Regions from separate parts of the Mus musculus genome. Here region 1 is linked to region 2. The links are chromatin contacts, called in public HiChIP or PLAC-seq maps. All regions are on one chromosome and are shown on one strand. Each heading gives the region's core, a stretch centred on a gene start, on an enhancer-like site or on the middle of the called end of the contact. The rest is flanking DNA. Distances are from core to core; before and after follow the strand shown. Region 1 overlaps Nod1 (nucleotide-binding oligomerization domain containing 1). Region 2 overlaps Mturn (maturin, neural progenitor differentiation regulator homolog (Xenopus)).

The links. HiChIP or PLAC-seq counts read pairs in DNA pulled down with a chosen protein or histone mark.
Region 1: a contact with region 2 is called in an H3K4me3 HiChIP or PLAC-seq map of bone marrow-derived macrophages, with 6 times the contacts expected there. The contact joins two enhancer-like sites. A contact is called at or near these places in 18 of 484 Hi-C or Micro-C datasets (CD8 T cells, the CH12 cell line, the G1E-ER4 cell line and 9 more), 11 of 115 datasets of contacts at active chromatin or transcription factors (CD8 T cells, T-cell acute lymphoblastic leukemia, bone marrow-derived macrophages and 5 more) and 4 of 9 other capture datasets (adipose tissue, embryonic stem cells, liver and 1 more).

Annotation. Positions count from the first base shown.
Region 1 is chr6:54,933,205-54,935,904 of GRCm38.p6, reverse strand. Nod1 (nucleotide-binding oligomerization domain containing 1) reads left to right here. Exons shown (of 12, transcript NM_172729.3): 8 at 1,427-1,510; 9 at 2,262-2,345. Among named protein-coding and RNA genes, the nearest start is that of Nod1, 38 kb to the left of the region's middle. Within about 2 kb of position 1,429, at least 54 of the 459 cell types and tissues checked have an H3K27ac peak or open chromatin away from gene starts, as enhancers often do. A contact at or near this core is called in CD8 T cells, adipose tissue, bone marrow-derived macrophages and 2 more, where this site is marked.
Region 2 is chr6:54,698,249-54,701,078 of GRCm38.p6, reverse strand. It overlaps Mturn (maturin, neural progenitor differentiation regulator homolog (Xenopus)), which reads right to left. Exons shown (of 3, transcript NM_001289740.1): 3 at 1-2,099. The coding sequence ends at 1,989. Among named protein-coding and RNA genes, the nearest start is that of Mturn, 18 kb to the right of the region's middle. Within about 2 kb of position 1,433, at least 171 of the 459 cell types and tissues checked have an H3K27ac peak or open chromatin away from gene starts, as enhancers often do. A contact at or near this core is called in CD8 T cells, adipose tissue, bone marrow-derived macrophages and 2 more, where this site is marked.

The DNA.
Region 1 (2,700 bases), core at 180-2,679, 230 kb before region 2:
TCTATTATTTTTACATAACAGAAGTCAACCACGTGGACAGATTTTATCTTCATTTTTTCCCACTTAGTTTCACATCATAAATATTCTGACACTTTACTTAAAAACTATGCCACTCAATTGTATTGTGCATGCCTTCCCCCCCCTCCCCCCCAGCTGAAAACAGGAACCTGTAGCCCATACCTGAAAGCAGCCTGTTGGCTCTTCATGAAGGGCAGGAGCTGTTTCGAGAGGGCAGACTGGGGAGCTTATCCTGTTCCCTGGGACAGAGCCTCTCTTCCTGATGGAAACAGCCAGCCCTTCCAGGCCAGGCACTGTTCTAAGGGCTGCCATCTATGGTATCACACAACCTCTCTCAATGCTCTGCAAAGGCTGCCCTTGTTATCCCGTTTGACGGAGGATTTCAGAAACTGGGGCTGAAGACATTTAAATGCTTACCCGAGGTTGCACAGGCAGTATAGGTGTCTGTCTTTGTTTACTTTTTTTAATGGCCTTAGTGATAAACACTAAGGCCAGAATCAGCTAGAGGACCGAAGGGTTTGTTTGGCTTAACATTTTCCCCGTCACAGCCTATCATTGAGGAAAGTCAGGGCAGGAACTCAAGCAGGAACCTGGAGGCAGGACCTGAAGCAGAGACCACAGAGGCTTGCTACTTACTGGCTAGCTTCTGGGGCTCACTCCGGCCTGCCTTCTTACATACCTCAAGAACACACCCTACAGAGTTTCCTATAGGTCCATCTGATGAAGGCGGGTTCTCCAGCCTTACAGAGTTTCCTATAGGTCCATCTGATGGAGGCGGGTTCTCCACTGAGATTTCTCTTCCCAGAGGCAGAGCTCGATGTGAGACTTTCACTAGGCAGATTGTTTATTTTGCCCTCTGAGAGGTCTGCCTGGCCAGGGAGATCAGCTTCAGTGTTCTAATTATCCACCGAGACTGAAGTGGAACTCAGGCCCTGGTTGGCAACATTCTTGCCACATACAAGTAAGGTTGCTGGTGAGGTTTCAGCCACAGCTCCAGTTCTTGGCTTCCTGGGAGGCCAAAATCATCTCCAGTGGCCATCCGTTTGCTACCTCAGTTGATCCAGGGTGAACATCTAACTCCTGTGCACAGCTCTTCAGAGTGGCCTGGGATTTTCTTTCTAGGGCAGTTGCTGGCTGAGTGTCTCCCACTGGAGCCTTCTCAAAGTTCAGAGAGGCTGGTCTCGAGCTGCGAGCTGCGCAACCTGCTGATCTGCCTCTCTGGACTTAAGGCTGTTGCTGTTTTCACAGCTCTCTGTAACTGTAGCCCAGGGCTGGCTTCTTAGGCAGCTGCAGGCTGGGCCTGAGGTAACTGCTCTGGGAGTTGCCTATTGAGAATGAACCAAGAGGGCAGCTGTCATCAGCTGGAGGTGTGGCCGCGGAACAGTCCTTTTCTTACCTCTGCTTTCAGGATGTGGGGTAATCAGATTGGAGACGAAGGGGCAAAGGCCTTCGCAGAGGCATTGAAGGACCACCCCAGCCTGACCACTCTCAGGTAACGTGCCTTCTGAGATATGGGCTCCAGGGACCTGGGGAGGAACTGTTGGGAGGGGGTGCCTGTCTTTTCTACTAGGGCAACATTGATTGGCACTTGGCTTCTCTTGCTGAAGTTTTCCTCAGTGGGTGTGAGTTTTTGGTCAAGTGCATTATTCTTAAGTGCCCAGTGAACAACAGGATGACACGGGACACCTGAAGCCCCTCAGTTTCTCCATGTGGCACCCTTTGTAGGGGCAGAGGCTAGGAGCAATATTCAAGCCCAGATAAAACGGAAGGGACACTGGCAGGCAGGTTCCCGTTCCTTCCTCTTTCTCAAATGACTCTAGGACAGAGGGGGCCCTCCCTTCCTGTGAACAGCCATCCATTAGTGTCCTTGCCTGACCCCAGAGCCTTGGAGTCTTAGAGTCTTATAGGCTCTACCATGGAAAGGAGTCCAAGACTCCATGGGTTTCTGAAACTCTCAGATGGTCTGAGCAGCCCTGTGAATGCCCTCACACATACAAGCCTGGCACAGTCCTCTTTCAGAGCACCAGGATCCCTTGGCCGTCAGCTCAGATGCAAACCCTGGAGTTCTCCCTTTGTTTCTACAAGGTCTTTTCAGACCCTCAGGCTCCTGCTGTTGGGCCAAGCACCCCGCTTCCTGCCTGGTGCTGTGTGCAGACAGATACTTCCCAGGTGACTGAGTGTCGACGGCAAGGCCAACCATGGACAGGCCTGTAATAATCCGTCCCCTGTGTCTTCCTTTCTAGTCTTGCATTCAATGGCATCTCTCCGGAGGGAGGGAAGAGCCTTGCGCAGGCCCTGAAGCAGAACACCACACTGACAGTAATCTGGTAACATTTTGAGTCATTTTTGAGGGTTGGGTCTGGTCATTATTGCCGAGGTTGCACGGGTTATGAACTCAGAACTGAAAAGCACTTCTTTATTTAAAAGGTGAATTAAATCTCTCCCAGCTATTTCCACAAACCCGGGCCCACCACAGGGATGAAGCAGGCTTTGCCACCTACTCTCAGCTTAGCTGAAGGTGCCAGAAGTCCCCTCAAAACAGGCCCAGCTTTCACACGCCTGGCCCAAAGGCACCTCCCCTTCCTCCCCTCCCTCCTCCTTCCTCCCCTCCCTCCTCCTTCCTTCCCACCCTCCTCCTTTCTCCCCTCCCTCCCCTTCCCCACCTTCCTCCCCTCCCCTTGC
Region 2 (2,830 bases), core at 184-2,683:
CCGCTGCACCACTAGGAGGGGGTCTTAGCTCAACTTGTACAAATAGAGAACATTAATGTGATAACACCGAGTATATCTGGTCAAAGTTTAAATACATTTTTGATAAAAATTCATCTTATATTAATGTTCAAACACATGTAAATTTAGATTTGAAGCCTCTGTGTATAAAATTGCAGGTTACCTCAGAATGGAGCAAACTGCTCAGGCATCCTCATTTAGCCATAAAAGCCATATATTTGTGTGACCAACCATATGTAAAAGAAGGTTACCTGCCCTGGACAGTACCTACAAGACAGAGAGCTCACTCTCCCTGCTGTATGCTCACAAAGTGGGGCGATGGGCAGGACTCAAAGGCTGGACCTTGCACCCTGGAAGGAGCACTCAGTGTGACATTGCTAATGGGCTACTTCAAGAGAACTCACTTGGCTTGGTATTAGTAAGTTTCTTCCAGACAATAAAACACACAGGTACAAAAGCACAGATGGAAACCAGTGTGTGACATCACCCAGCAGCTGAAATCTACAATACACCAAGGAGCATGGGACTCTTCGAACTGCCCCTGCATTAAACAGAGAATGCCCATACACGCTGGCCATCCACACAAGCTCCTGTCAGCGCAAGTGGTCGTGGACATCTCCTTCTTCTTCATCATCTCCTTCTTTTTTAAATTTAAAATACCAGCAACATAAGTGGTGTGGGTGTGCGTTTGAAACACGCCCACACTCGATGCACAGAGCAGTCAAGCACTGTCAAGGGACACTTGCACCCTAAGTTATGAGAACCTGAGACACGCGTGGAAGGGTCTCACAGTGGCATCAGAGAATATCTTGCTAAGTACTTACTGGCTAATGATGAGAGCAGTCACGCCTGGGAGTTGTCTGTGTGTCCTGATCATTAACTCACCCTCTTGCAACCCAAGCGATCTCGTAATTAAGATTCTTACTTTCAGGTCCCTTTAAAAATTTCACTGCAAGTAGGTCCCCTAGAGTAATTAATTATAATTTTAAATAAATTAACTCACTGGGAGCCCCTCTTGACATTCTCTAAAGAATAAAAGATTAGGAAAGCAAATGATTTCATTTTATTAATATTTCTATCCTAGTTTCTTTTCCTGTTAGATTTACCTATGGCTTCAAAGCTTAAGGGGCACTTGCTCAGATCCGGGCTGTTCTCACGATTAAGTAAGCTGCCGTCTCGTCATAAAGAGAAAAGGTTACTGTTTCATATGCAGGCTTATAGACAGTGTCAAGAAACCAATCGTTTACATCTTTCACCCCATCTACACTTTCCACTATTAGAATTTAAAAGCGGCTTTGGAAGCAGCATGCTTTAAAAAAACTATCAAACACCCAGGAAGCATCTACACTGACCAGTGGCTGGCGGCTGCGCGCCCGGGGAACCAACGCAGACAGTGGTGAACTCCCTGAAGGAGCCTCAGCCGCCCTCACCCTCTGCGCTTGCTCATGCGCATGCGCATGACTAGATATGAAAACTCATGCTTTCTAAGCGAAGCCTTTCACTTACGGACACTTAAAAGGTACACAAACAGTGCAGGCTGCGTTTCTCCTCCGTCATGCTTTTCCTCAGCAAGGTCACCTGTGAGGACTCAGAACACATCCTTAATACATTCAGAGTTCTCTACATTCCAGTCAGGAAACATTAATCCTCCAACATAAACTCGAGAGGGAACAGGCAGCCACAACACGGACGGACTCTAACTTCAAAGGGGCAAAAGCTACCAAGACATCTCCATAGAGACCCCACCAAGGTGGGGCGGCAATTCCGGTCACTGCCGAGCAAACCTCGTCACAGATATTGTGTGGTCATTTAAAGGGTATTTCATTTTCATTCTGATGCCAGGAGCGGGATGTCCTGTTTTGAAGTGCTAATGCAAAAGGGCTACCCCAGGAGCACCGAACTCTGTCCGGAGGACCGGACCCCATGGGGTGCACAGGGCTTACTCCCCTTCTGCAAGGTGACCTAGGAGTTTACTGCTGACTGACCCCCATTTGCGGGTGGTCCGCCTCTGGCTCCTCCTCCTCCACATCCGCACTGTACTCTTCAAACGCGTCGTCATCTGCGTCTGGAAGCCCCAGCAACTGGAGAGAAGAAATTGGACAAGAAAAGCAGCAGCTGTAAGCATTGCAGGCAGAAGCCCAAAGGCGTCACACACCCAAATTCACCTGCTTAGCACTGCGAGTGCAACCCTGGACTCACCTCCCCCACCTGGGCAGTTACAAATTTAACAGGGAACACACTGAGTCTTCATGGTCTGTTGATTCCACTGGCGACCTTGGGGAGGCACGCCCCCGCAAACCACACATGTGGTAGATGTGCATGCCTCTCCCACGGTGTTGGTGAGTCACACCACAAGCATTGCCTATGTCCCCAAATCAATCCTCTGCTAAATTCCTCCCCCACCCACCCCGCAACACTTGCAGTTATTTATGATAAGTGGCACATAGACATATGATGAGTAGCAAAGGGTTAAATTTTATGGCATGTTAGTAAGATAACATCATACGTAGACTTAAAACTGAATCTTAAAATTACTTAATGATATAAGATGAGTATAAAATGTAAAAATAGTCAATTATGATATAGTTTGTCTCAAAATTCATATGGATGCACATAGAAAAAGAACTGCAATTAAATATATTCAAATGTTGAGTTTTCTTTTAAAATTTTACATTTGGTTTGTGTGTTTGCATGCATGTCACATCATATATGTGGTCACAGGACAATGCACAGGTGTTTGTTTTCTCATTCCATCATGTGATGCCCAGAGGCAGAACTAGGGTCATCAGACTTGGCAGCAGGTGCTACAATC